Linked DNA regions of Sus scrofa: all the other regions are linked to region 4. The links are chromatin contacts, called in public promoter capture Hi-C maps. All regions are on one chromosome and are shown on one strand. The core of a region is the stretch at or near the end of the contact, and the rest is flanking DNA. Distances in the headings are between cores, read along the strand shown. Region 1 holds the start of RIC1 (RAB6A-GEF complex partner protein 1). Region 2 holds the start of PLGRKT (plasminogen receptor with a C-terminal lysine). Region 3 holds the start of SPATA6L (spermatogenesis associated 6-like protein). Region 4 holds the start of JAK2 (Janus kinase 2).

What was found. Promoter capture Hi-C pulls out the DNA fragments that hold promoters and counts their contacts.
Region 1: a contact with region 4 is called in a promoter capture Hi-C map of liver, with 2.6 times the contacts expected there. The contact joins the promoter of RIC1 here to the promoter of JAK2 in region 4. A contact is called at or near these places in 1 of 5 promoter capture datasets (liver) and 2 of 47 Hi-C or Micro-C datasets (epiblast stem cells and liver).
Region 2: a contact with region 4 is called in a promoter capture Hi-C map of fetal liver, with 2.5 times the contacts expected there. The contact joins the promoter of PLGRKT here to the promoter of JAK2 in region 4. A contact is called at or near these places in 3 of 5 promoter capture datasets (fetal liver, fetal skeletal muscle and liver), 19 of 47 Hi-C or Micro-C datasets (alveolar macrophages, embryonic fibroblasts, fetal heart ventricle and 11 more) and 2 of 2 datasets of contacts at active chromatin or transcription factors (alveolar macrophages and skeletal muscle).
Region 3: a promoter capture Hi-C map of fetal liver shows a contact between it and region 4, with 2.9 times the contacts expected there. The contact joins the promoter of SPATA6L here to the promoter of JAK2 in region 4. A contact is called at or near these places in 1 of 5 promoter capture datasets (fetal liver), 8 of 47 Hi-C or Micro-C datasets (brain, embryonic fibroblasts, heart right ventricle and 3 more) and 2 of 2 datasets of contacts at active chromatin or transcription factors (alveolar macrophages and skeletal muscle).

What each region holds. Positions count from the first base shown.
Region 1 is chr1:216,493,411-216,496,110 of Sscrofa11.1, reverse strand. RIC1 (RAB6A-GEF complex partner protein 1) reads left to right here and starts at 1,296. Exons shown (of 26, transcript XM_001924914.6): 1 at 1,296-1,742. The coding sequence starts at 1,599.
Region 2 is chr1:216,690,793-216,693,492 of Sscrofa11.1, reverse strand. It overlaps PLGRKT (plasminogen receptor with a C-terminal lysine), which reads right to left and starts at 1,422. Exons shown (of 5, transcript NM_001190217.1): 1 at 1,342-1,422. It also overlaps a transcript of CD274 not described here.
Region 3 is chr1:217,286,690-217,289,389 of Sscrofa11.1, reverse strand. SPATA6L (spermatogenesis associated 6-like protein) reads right to left here and starts at 1,429. Exons shown (of 13, transcript XM_021064067.1): 1 at 1,361-1,429. CDC37L1 (hsp90 co-chaperone Cdc37-like 1) reads left to right here and starts at 1,394. Exons shown (of 7, transcript XM_003121918.5): 1 at 1,394-1,739. The coding sequence starts at 1,608.
Region 4 is chr1:217,000,527-217,003,226 of Sscrofa11.1, reverse strand. JAK2 (Janus kinase 2) reads left to right here and starts at 1,399. Exons shown (of 25, transcript NM_214113.1): 1 at 1,399-1,610; 2 at 1,998-2,076.

The sequences.
Region 1 (2,700 bases), core at 47-2,546, 510 kb after region 4:
GGTCTAAACCGAGCGACAGCTGCAGGCCTGCACCACAGCTACAGCAATGCCCAATCCCAGCCCCTGCTGCTACCTACAGCATAGCCAGATCCCTAACTCACTGTGCGAAGTCAGGAATAGAAGCCGAAACCTCATGGTTGCTAGCGGGATTCCCTTCCACTGTGCCACCATGGGGAACTCCTTGATATGGATTGTCACTTTGTTTTCTCTTTTACTGTTTGTTGCTACTTTTTCATGTGAGTTAACATAAAAAAAAAAAAAAGAAAGAAAGAAACCCTAGCCTAGCTTAAAAATCTTTTAATTGAAAAATATAAACACGTGGAAAAATTCAGACTATACAAAAAGTAGATGAGCGGCAAGTCTTTTAGTTCAGACCCCGACCCCCCTTTCCCCTGCTAAATCCGCTACTCCTGCAATCTTCCTATGCAGAAATGCAGGGTCAACACTGTAAAAAACTGTTATTGTTAAAGTGATACTTGGGGTTCAAAAAGTTAAACATGGAGCCACAGAATCTCTAAAATCCGTTCCAGCTCTAAAATTAAGTCACCCAGAGTGCAAGAATAGTCTTGCCTGGTCTAACATTATGGTTTGGTAAAGGGACAGAAAAATGCACACTGAATTTAAAAACATACGCTACCTTCAGAATTCCCGAAAAACAGATGCCAGGATAAACTTTCACCATAGATGGTTTATTTACGAAATGAAATAAAAACCCCTTCCATGATGTAAAATCCATGAGGGAGGGAATTTAACCACCAGCTTTCACTGCAGACCTTGATACACAGGGGCTCAATGAGGTAAGGACCAGAGAGCCCAGGACTGAGGCCAAGGCCTAAATGCCACAGCTGGAACTAGAGCAGGGAACGTCACGTGACTCGCTCTCCCCTGCACACCCCCGCCCCCCGGCCCTTGCCCCGAAGCTGCGGGACCGCCCCCAGAGGCCTAGCCAATCCGAGAGAGAAGTCAAATTTGGCCAGGCGAGGGACGGGTTCTATTGGTGGCGTCGCTACGTAACTGGGTCTCTCTGGCTCGGCTTACCTGCCTCAGTTTCAAGCTGTTGTCCCGCCTTCCGACCCTGACTCTAAGCTCTACATTGCAATTGGGAGGTGCGGGCCAGAAGCCCGGCAGAAGCGCAGGAGTGTTGAAGACTAGGGCGGAGTTTCAGAAAACGGAGCGGAGCGGGGCGGGGCGGGGTTGGGGGGGGGGAACGAAGTCCCTAGTACGCTTGCGCACAGCAGCCCTCCAGTGTCAGACCCGGGCGGCGCGGCGTGGTGACGCCAGTGCGGCCTGAGGAAGGGGCGGGGCCGGGCCCGGGGCGGGCTTTCGAGGTCTTCCCGCCCCCTCTCCGTCCCGACTCTCCTTCCCCCTCCCTCCCCCACACTGGGCCCCGTCTGCGCGGGTGTGCTTTCGTCTCTTCTTGTCGCGTCGGCCCGGCCCGGCCTGGCCAGCGGGCAGATGCCCCGAGCTGCTGCTGCTGCCGCCGCCGCCGCCGCCGACTCGGCCGGTGCCGGTGTGGGAGACGAGCGTCCGGCCCCGGGCCGCTGAGTGTGACGGACGGGGCCGGGCGCCGCGGCGGCTTCGGCGGCTCTTCGCGGACCATGTATTTCCTGAGCGGCTGGCCCAAGCGGCTGCTCTGCCCTCTGGGTAGCCCGGCCGAGGCGCCTTTCCACGTTCAGTCCGACCCTCAGAGGACTTTCTTCGCCGTGCTGGCCCCAGCTCGCCTCAGCATCTGGTACAGCCGAGTAAGTAGAGCCGCCCGCTGCTTCTTTCCGCTCCCTCCTCGGCTACCCCGCACCGTACTTCCACCCAGAGTATGGGACCCCTGCCTCTACGCGCCGGACCCACTCGTCTTCCCCGTCTGTGTCCTCGTTCCACCTACTCGGCCTCTCGGACCCAGGAGTCCGGACACGTCCTCCAGTCAGGGTTCCCGGGTGGATGCAATCGCTGCTGCCCCAAATCCCTGCGCCTCCCTACGTTGTACCGACGGCCGCTCACAGTGCGGACCTCACGCGCTCCCTCGGCGGAGCCCAGACTTTCCCTCCTCTTCTTCCCCCATTCGCCAAGGAGCAAATTTGTTTAAACTTTCCACAATTGGGAACCTGTCCGTTGTTGTGTTCCTAGCCCTTCTTGCTTTAAAGGCCATTGTTTTGGAGTTAGGGTTCACCCAATGCCAGACTTTACAGGCTGTGATAACTTACTTCTAGCAACTACAGCCAGAGTTGTTGTTGTTATTATTTTTTTTACTAAAGGTCTAATAATCCAACTCTTCTCTTCACCCTAACATCTCTTTACTTTCAGGCTAGTTCTTTGCTGCTCTTGGACTCTTCTGTAGAGAATTGTAGAGGGGTTAATAAGAGGGTGTTAGTAGCAGCGGAAGTATAACTCAAATCTGTCCGCTCTTCTCCTAGTATCAACACCTGGAAGTAATAAGATTTGAGAAGAGCGTGAGCCGGAGTTCTGTTTTTGCTCTCTGAATCCTGTTTTTTTATTTTTCGTGTCTGATTACCGAGTAGATGAAAGAATAACTTCAGGGATTAGCAGTAGATAGGACACTCCTTATTTTCCTCTAATGCTGTTATAGGTCTGTATATAAATGCAATAGAATAAAATATAAAAATGTTCTTTTTTTAACCCCCAAATAAGGCATTACTAATCTATGTCAGAGTGAAGTTTTTCTCTTTCCAACCTAATTTGACCATG
Region 2 (2,700 bases), core at 173-2,672, 310 kb after region 4:
TCTCTACCCCAGAAATGTTGCAGAAACATAAGTGATATAAAAGAAGGTGTAGCTCAGACACTTGTCATTCCTAATTCTTTATTCTGTAGGTAGGAGTATATAATTGAATTTTTACACCTGCAACAAACATTTATAAAGAAAACAACTTTCCTCTAATCCCATTTCTACACACACACACCGTATGTCAGAGTTATATCCCTTAGAATGCCCCTATTTATAAGAGGGTAGACTCTCCCCAAAGTAGAGTGACAATCCTTATGTCAGTCACCTAGGGAAGAGAAACTATCTGGGAAGTTAGGACTTTGGCTTACATCTTTCTTGGCCTTGTTCTTTTGGGTCTGGATTGTAGTTTGGATGTATTAGAAGATGTTCCCAAGAGTTAAAGGTAGAAGGGGGAAGAGCTCCCCTGTAATTCCCAAAGAAGACCACACCTGAAAAATGAGTGTTTTCAAAACTGCCAACACTTTGTCATTGGAGAGAAATGCCTTACTAATTACAGCTTGGACACTACTGTGTCTCAGAAGGCTAAGAATGCTGATCTGGGTCTCTTCTGCCTTCATTTTTTCCTTTGATTACTCACGAGACCTTAAAAAGGTCTCTTTAATGCTCCAGCCCTGCCTCAGCTGTGCAATAGATAGGGGTATTTCTGAGGAGTGTTGGGGCTGCAAGTTCCAAGAAATCCTCCTTGGGTCACACCTAGGAATTCAGGATTTGATTTTACCTTAAAAAAATTAATAATTCCATGACCTATAAGTGTGTCATCCAGATTTGTGCACTGACTCATTTCCTGAACAAATGACGTATTAACAACCTGCATTTATAACTAGTTGCATGATTACGATCGTTTTCAATGTCTTTGGGTTTCATTCAAATTAGACCACTTCCCCTACAAATTCTAGCTTGCGCGTTCCATTCAAACTAGCGCATTTCCCCTATAGATTCCAGCCCAGAACTCCCACAGCTTCCGGAAGGTTTTCCCTACGTTAACTCCACCTGCGCACCCTGGACCCAATTACTGTAACTTGGGTAACTCCTGCAGTGATATGTAATGATATGTTGATTTCCGTAAACAACTCTCTGCCTACTTCCCCAGCATAATTACAACGTTATGGGAGAGCCCTCAGTCTATGCAAGGGAGAACGACTCCTTCAAACGAGGCTGGCAGTACTGGTCGGCACTAGCAGCTGAGGAAGCCAAGGTCGCTCTTGAGGGGAGGGCGCCCAGCGCGGCCCGTCAAGCTGGGGACCCCCACGGGCTCAGCTCTCGCACTCGCAACTGCGGGGACCCGCCCTCCCCAGCCACCTGAGGCCAGCCTGGCCCGCTCGGCCGGTGCACACTCACTGGGCAGTGGGCAGTAGAGGCGCCGGGTCTCTCCGGTCTCAACGGAGGCTTCCAGGCCTGGCTTCTCCTAGACCGCCGCAGGGAACTGGGCCTCACTCCCACAGTGCCTCAGGATTGGCTGGCCATGACAGACAATTCCGAGCCTCAGCCAATCAGCGCAGCTCTCCTTAAAGGGCCCGCAAGCTTGACCTTGAAGGTCTGGTATGTTCTTTTCCGCCAGGCGCCTGGGAGCGGCGGGTCAAAGAGGAAAATTCAAAACCACAGGGACTCAGCAATCAAATTTAAAGGAGGCAGAGAGAGAGCAGCATGGAAATCGCACTTAAATGACTCAGTGAGGTTTGTCACTTACCCACGAGGAGCTTGAGCAAGTCATGTTCCCTCTCAAAGTAAAACTCTCTCTGGAGAGCTTAATGAGCCATGTCATAGTTATTCTCCAGTAATTAAGTCAACTACCACTTGTAAGGTCTGTTTCGAGAATGTGTCTCATGAGGTTGTCATTGAAATATATATAATCCACAGTTATAAAAATTTGTAAGGGCTTTTCTGCTTTACAGAATGTTTAATGTCGAGGGTAGATCCCCCCCCCCTTTGAATATCAGCACAGACATAGTTTATTTAATTTGTTGGAGCCTCAGTCTCTTCCATCTGTTAAATTGCCACCCATTAAAGTGGCAAAAATGTTAAGGCAGGAAACGAAAAAAGAATAGACCTGGTCAGAGTTACCAATCCAGTTTCTTTGACCGAGCACATCTTTCTCCCCTGCTACCCTGAGAGGTAATCATTTCTTCTCACCCTCACCAGTAATTTTTGTCTTGAGTAAGTCAGGTCCTTCTCTGAGTTTCCTTGAGGAAAAACTTGAGGAACTGTTGGCATACTTTTCTTTGCTACTACACGGCTTGGAAGAATATCAAGGACTTTACCAGGCTTTGGCCTTGAGAAAGGTCCCTGCCCTTAGCCTTGTCTGACCCTCACATCAGTGAAGAAAGCATTTAATCTCCCCCAGGCTCTGCATGTGAGTGAACACCACCCCACCATCTTGCCAGAGTGACCTGGGCACACAGAAGCGAAGCCATTTGGAACTTGGACTCATTAAGAGAGGAAAGCAACTGATATGATATCATTTGAGTGCAGGACGTCTTGGACTCATTAAGAGAGGATAGCAACTGATGTGATAGCGTTTGCACGACATCTAGCATAAGCAAACCTTTATTTGATATCCATCACTGTCACTCTTCATCCTCTCCAAAATTTAACTTTTATCATCTCTACAATAGGACTGAAGCCATTTAATTTATTGGACTGTGAAGACTAAATGAGATAAATATTTAGGCACTTAGCACAGTGTCTGGAACACAGTTA
Region 3 (2,700 bases), core at 180-2,679, 290 kb before region 4:
CAGGGAAATGATAGAAAGTTACAGGTTAGAGAGGGAATAAGAACCTACATTAGACCCACTGGATAGGTCCATAAGGTATGAATTTGATCTATATTAGCACATTATATCTATTTTTTTTTTTTTTTTGCTTTTGCTTTTTTTGCTTTTTAGAGTCATGCCTGCAGCATATGAAAGTTACCTGGCTAGGTGTCAATCAGAGCTACAGCTGCCAGCCTACACAACCGTTGCTGGATTCTTTAACCCACTGAGCAAGGCCAGGGATGGAAAGGCATCCTTATGGATACTAGTCAGGTTCATTACCACCGAGCCTCAAGGGGAGCTCCCTATATCTACTCATTTTAAAATTGATAATATCCCATCATATTAATATATAACTTATTTAAGATCCTCTATTGATGGGCAATTAGATTGTTTCTTCTTTTTTCCTGGCCACCCACACACACACACAAAACGCTGCAATAAACACCTTTGTAGGTAAATCACTGCTTATTGGTGCAAAAAATAACTTGGTTGGACAATTTCCTGGTATTTAAATTGCTGAATCAAAGCACTTAAACCTCTAATACTGTCAAATTACCCCTCCCAAAAAAGTTACACAAATGATATTCTAATAGCACTTCCTCACACCTTGTCTACACTCGGTATTGACAAACTTCAAAAGATTAAAAAAATGGCGTCTCATTTTTATTTGGGTCTCTTTAATTACAAGTAGGGCAACAAAGCCTGATTGTTAAATGTGCACGTTTTGAAGTTAAACTCCCTGGGCAGATCCTACTTCTTTCCGTTAAAATGTGTGACATTATGCATGCTGGATCTATTTCCTCTTCTCAAGAAAGGAGATAATGAGAGCACAAATCTTTACGATTAAACGAAATAAGCATAAATACAGGAAGCCCTCTCTATGCGCTCGCTATTGGTGGTACACTATTTTCTCAAGCCCTACTCTTTGCAGTACTTTACCTTTGGCATACTCCTTCCCCCGGCCCCGCCCGCAAAGCTTCGCAGAATCTAGGTGTTTGTAACTTGAAATGAGTGAAAAATCGGCGCCGCTTTTCAACTTACTCCCTACTTTAACTGCCCCCACCCCCACTTCAGAAACCGGTTTACATATCAGTGCACAGGAAGGACTTGGTTTTTAAACAATACACAAAGCGGATAACATTTGGTCCGAGCACCCCCCCCCCCCGGCCTCTAGGACCCACCATTTACTGCGTAGGAAACTCCAGATAAATATTTAATACTACACGACCAACAGCGCCGTTAAGGGTAAACCAGCAGCGCTGAAAGGCTTCAGAGAAGGGAGTTTTAAACAAAACTGACTTCCAGACAAAACCCCCTACTTGCAGGCCCCGGGACGCACCTCTGGGAGGGGCCTAGGAAGGCTCCGCCTTCTAATCCGGAAATGACGTTTCAGGTGGAGTCAGTCTTTTTCCGCCGTCTGCCTGTAGCGCTGCCTGGGCTAGTACGGGGCGTGCGTCGGCGTCGCGGCCTGCCAAGGGATTCTGGGTAACGGCCCCCGCCGGCTGGGGCGGCTGGCACCGCGCAGTAGGTTCCACTAACGCTAAGTCGGTTGGCAGTAGAGGTTGTGGGGCTGTGGGCAGCAGGACATGGAGCAGCCGTGGCCGCCGCCAGGACCTTGGAGCCTCCCTCGGGCAGGAGGTGAGGCTGAGGAAGAGAGTGACTTGGATGTGTCCCCTGGTTCTCCCCGCTGCCTGCAGCTGCCCGGCGGCGGCTCCCAGGTGAGAAGGGGCCCGCGTTCTGCGGAGGGGATGAGAAGGTTCCGTCACCAGGCCCCCAGAGTTATCTGTTCCTGCGACCCTCTTCTGTGCCCTGTTCTGAGTCCCCACTTCCCCACCCCGGGCGCCGGGGGCCTGATTCCATCCCATCGCTTTGTAGCATCTACTGAGGTCTTCGAAGAGGGGCTGGCCATTTATTTCCAACCTCCACGCACACCTTTTTCACCTTGGCTAATTTCTCACCCTTGGAAGAAGTTACTCCCCGTCACCCGCCTTTTGACAGCAGCAGATTTAGGTCGGTTCACGCTATAACAGTGACCCTTTGTCCTCTTGTGCCTGCATTTATCCGAGTACTTTATTCTGTTGACGGCTCTAATATACAGTTGATGAGAACAGTGAATGGTTGAGCTCCTGACATAAACGTTTCCGATCCAATTTATTTCACTGACTTTTGACATCTGAGCAAATTCTGTAAAACTCGGCTTTTGATGGCGTAAATCATGCTCACTGATTGGCGTGACCATTTCCCCCTTATGATTATGATTTTAGTTTTGTTTCATACCATTCTGAAGTAAAAACATAAAGGCACGCATTTGCCTTTTCCTTCAGACTTACTCAGATCCCTGAAACTGCTTGTGGTTTTCAGCCCAGCCTTCTTTACTCTGAAAATTATCTGGATGTGATATACTATCATTTAGGGTTTTCCTGGGTCTTATCTTAGGCAGTGCTTACTGTTCATGTCACTTTGTCTTGGAGTATGTTTTTGAAGTATATTTCAGGATCACTGGACTAAACTCACTGAAACGAATTGTAGGTGTCTGCCCTCTAGGCTTCTTGCAAAATGGGATCCCTGAGGGCTTAACTGAATTAATACAGTTTTACTCGGGACTCATCTTGCTAGCTCTTAATGAAAATGAGTGATTTCAATCGTTTTCCAGTAAGTGTAAGATCATCGATCCTATGC
Region 4 (2,700 bases), core at 150-2,649:
TCTTAACACTGCCCCTTCCTTCACTGTCCTCCAGTCACAGTGACCTCTTTCCCCGTCCTAGAATTTGTCAAGCACATTCCCTTCTCAGGGTCTTTGCCTTTGCTAGTGTTTCTGCATGAAACTCTTTAGCCAGATAGGCACAGGACTGGCCTATTCTCATCATTCAGATCTCTGCTCAAATGTTACTCTGGGAGGTCCTTCCTGGTCACCCTAACTAAAATAGCACACCGCCTCCTCACTTCCTGCTCCTTTATTTTGTGTTATTTTTCTACTGGCAGTTATACTCTTGCACATTATACGTTTAAGGTATTTTTGTCGCTTTATCAGAATACAGGCTTCAGTAGGGCAAGAAGTACGTGGGTTGTGTTCACATAACATCCTTGGGGTCCTACAGCTTGGCACACAGTAGGTGCTCTGTAAATATTTGTTGAATGAATGGATGACGCCCTTTGGGACAGTGTAAGTTGTTTCTCCTCATTTGGCGGCCTTGTTGCCAATCCGCAGGCATCCAGGCACCGCTTCCCACCCTCACCCCGTTCCAGCAGATGTGACTGATTGGAATCAGGCGCTCGGAACTGCACAAGCACGAAACGGTGCGTGTGAACGCGTTGTCCAACCCAGGGCCCTACTTATCTCCGCCCAGCGGCCCGGACTGGGGGACAGGTTTGAGCACCCCAAAACGTGGAAGCAAAAGCAGAAAAAAGACAACAGTGGCGGGAGGGGAAAGTCTCTGTGTGGTGCCAGGTTGTGCGCAGGGGGCGCCTTCCCGGCTGGGCTGACTCATTCCCAGCCGCCTCCACGGCGGGCGGCGGCCACGTTCACGCCCATCTGCTGAGGGCCGGGCCCAGCGTCAGCTGAGCTCTGGCGTGCCCCAGGGTCCTGCTAGCTCTCCCCAGCTCAGGTTCCCCGCCCGCTCACGCTCTGGGGCAGCTGCGGGAATCTCCGTGCACACCCGCGGGGTTCCTGTGAAGCCAGGGCCCTGGGTAGCCAATCCCCCTCGCCCCGTGACGCGTGCGGTGAGAAGCCCCGCCTGGGTGGAGCTGCGCACGCGCAGTCGCGGAGCGCGCGCCAGGCCCCCGCCCCCGCCCTGCTGCGCCGCGGCCTCAGTCAGCCTGGATCAGGGAGCCGGACTGGAGGCCTCCTGGGAGCTTGAGTCGCACGTAAATAGGGCTTTCTAGCCAGAGTCGCCTGCGGCGCTGCGAAGAAGGTGTAGCCAGGGAGAGGGTGGAGCCAACGACTGTGACGGGCTTCCCGACTGCCCGAAGTGGGAGTGGTGGGGTTGCAGGAAGGAGAAAGGAAGAGAAGCAGAAGAGGGCAGCAGCGGCTGCCACTAACGGCCTCCCTGGGCGCTGACAGGCTGGGTCGGCGCCCAGTTCGCTGGGCAGTTCGTGCCGCCGCCTCGGCCGCTCGGCCCCTGGGCCCGGACTTGTGGCGCGGGGCGAGGCGGAGGGCTGCTGTCGCCGCGCAGGCAGAGGCCGGGTCCTCGCGGCCGAGGCATGTGAGTAGGAGCCGAACCCACACCGGAGAGCCCCGGAGGGCCCAGCCTTCGGACGCTCGGACCCTTGCTCCCTCCGGGGTCTTCGCGGACCGTGGCTGGCCGGAAGCGTCGGGTAGGAGCAGTGTCTGTGAGCTTGGGGGGGCGCGTCCTCGTCGCCTGATCCGTGTGGCGGGTGAATGTTATTGCTGCCCGGACTCCGGGTGGTGGGCAGCACTTGTTCTCTGCATCCTCCCTCCCACCTCTAATCCCTGCTTTTCTCCTGCTAGTGGCTGTAAACTTCTCGGCAAGAAAATCCTCCTCTTTAAAAGGAAACCTACAACGGAGTGTCTTGGTGTTGATGTTGCATCCTGTGCCTGTTAGTCCATCTCCCACTTTACTTAGCCATCTTTAAAATTTTGTAGACACCTAGACAGCCTAGAAAAGAGCATCTCTTTTCCTTGGATTTCTGCAGTGGTAACTGCCCTGTTTTTATTTTATTTTATTTTATTTATTTATTTAGGTTTCGGAAGCAGGCAAGGGAAGATGTGATCTGTTTCTCTTCTGCAGAAAAAGAGGCCCTTCCTCCCCTTCCCGCGAAGGTGAGTGTGCGATCCTGGCTGCTCTTTTTCGCTGTAAAGACTAGGGTGTCTCGAGCGTGCGTAGGAAGGTTGGAAGCTGTGTCGACAAGCAGGGCTCATTGTTGCTTACTCCTTTGAAAACGACAGTGCTGAACTTTGAATGTTGGTTTGGGAGGGTGATTTGGGGGTTTGTTGTTGCTCTTGGATCCTTTAAGAAACATTCATTGTTTCTCTGCTGATTGTACATTGTTTTTCTTTGTAGAGAAATCGTTGTCAGTTACCCTTTCTCAAGCAGCCAGAGATTCTTAATCTTTCAAGGAGGAACGTTTTCAAGTAGCAAGAAATACCTATTGAGAGGACACCTTAGCTGCTTTTGCTGGGGTTTCTGCTACTACATTGAATGCTTCCTGGATGGTTTTATCTTCCCAAGTTAGCTGTGTCGGTTGAATTTACCCATTTTGCTTTCCGGTGGTTAATAATCTGTCAGGAGAAACTCCTTTTTTTTTTTGAATGAAAGGATAGAGGCAGCTGAGTATGTCATAGAGGGGAGGAGAAATGTGGGGAAGGACACTAGAAGTGGAATTAAGAGTGATGACGATGGCTTTTGGTTTCGTAATAGGTTTGTTCGAGTGAGTTGTTGGGCTG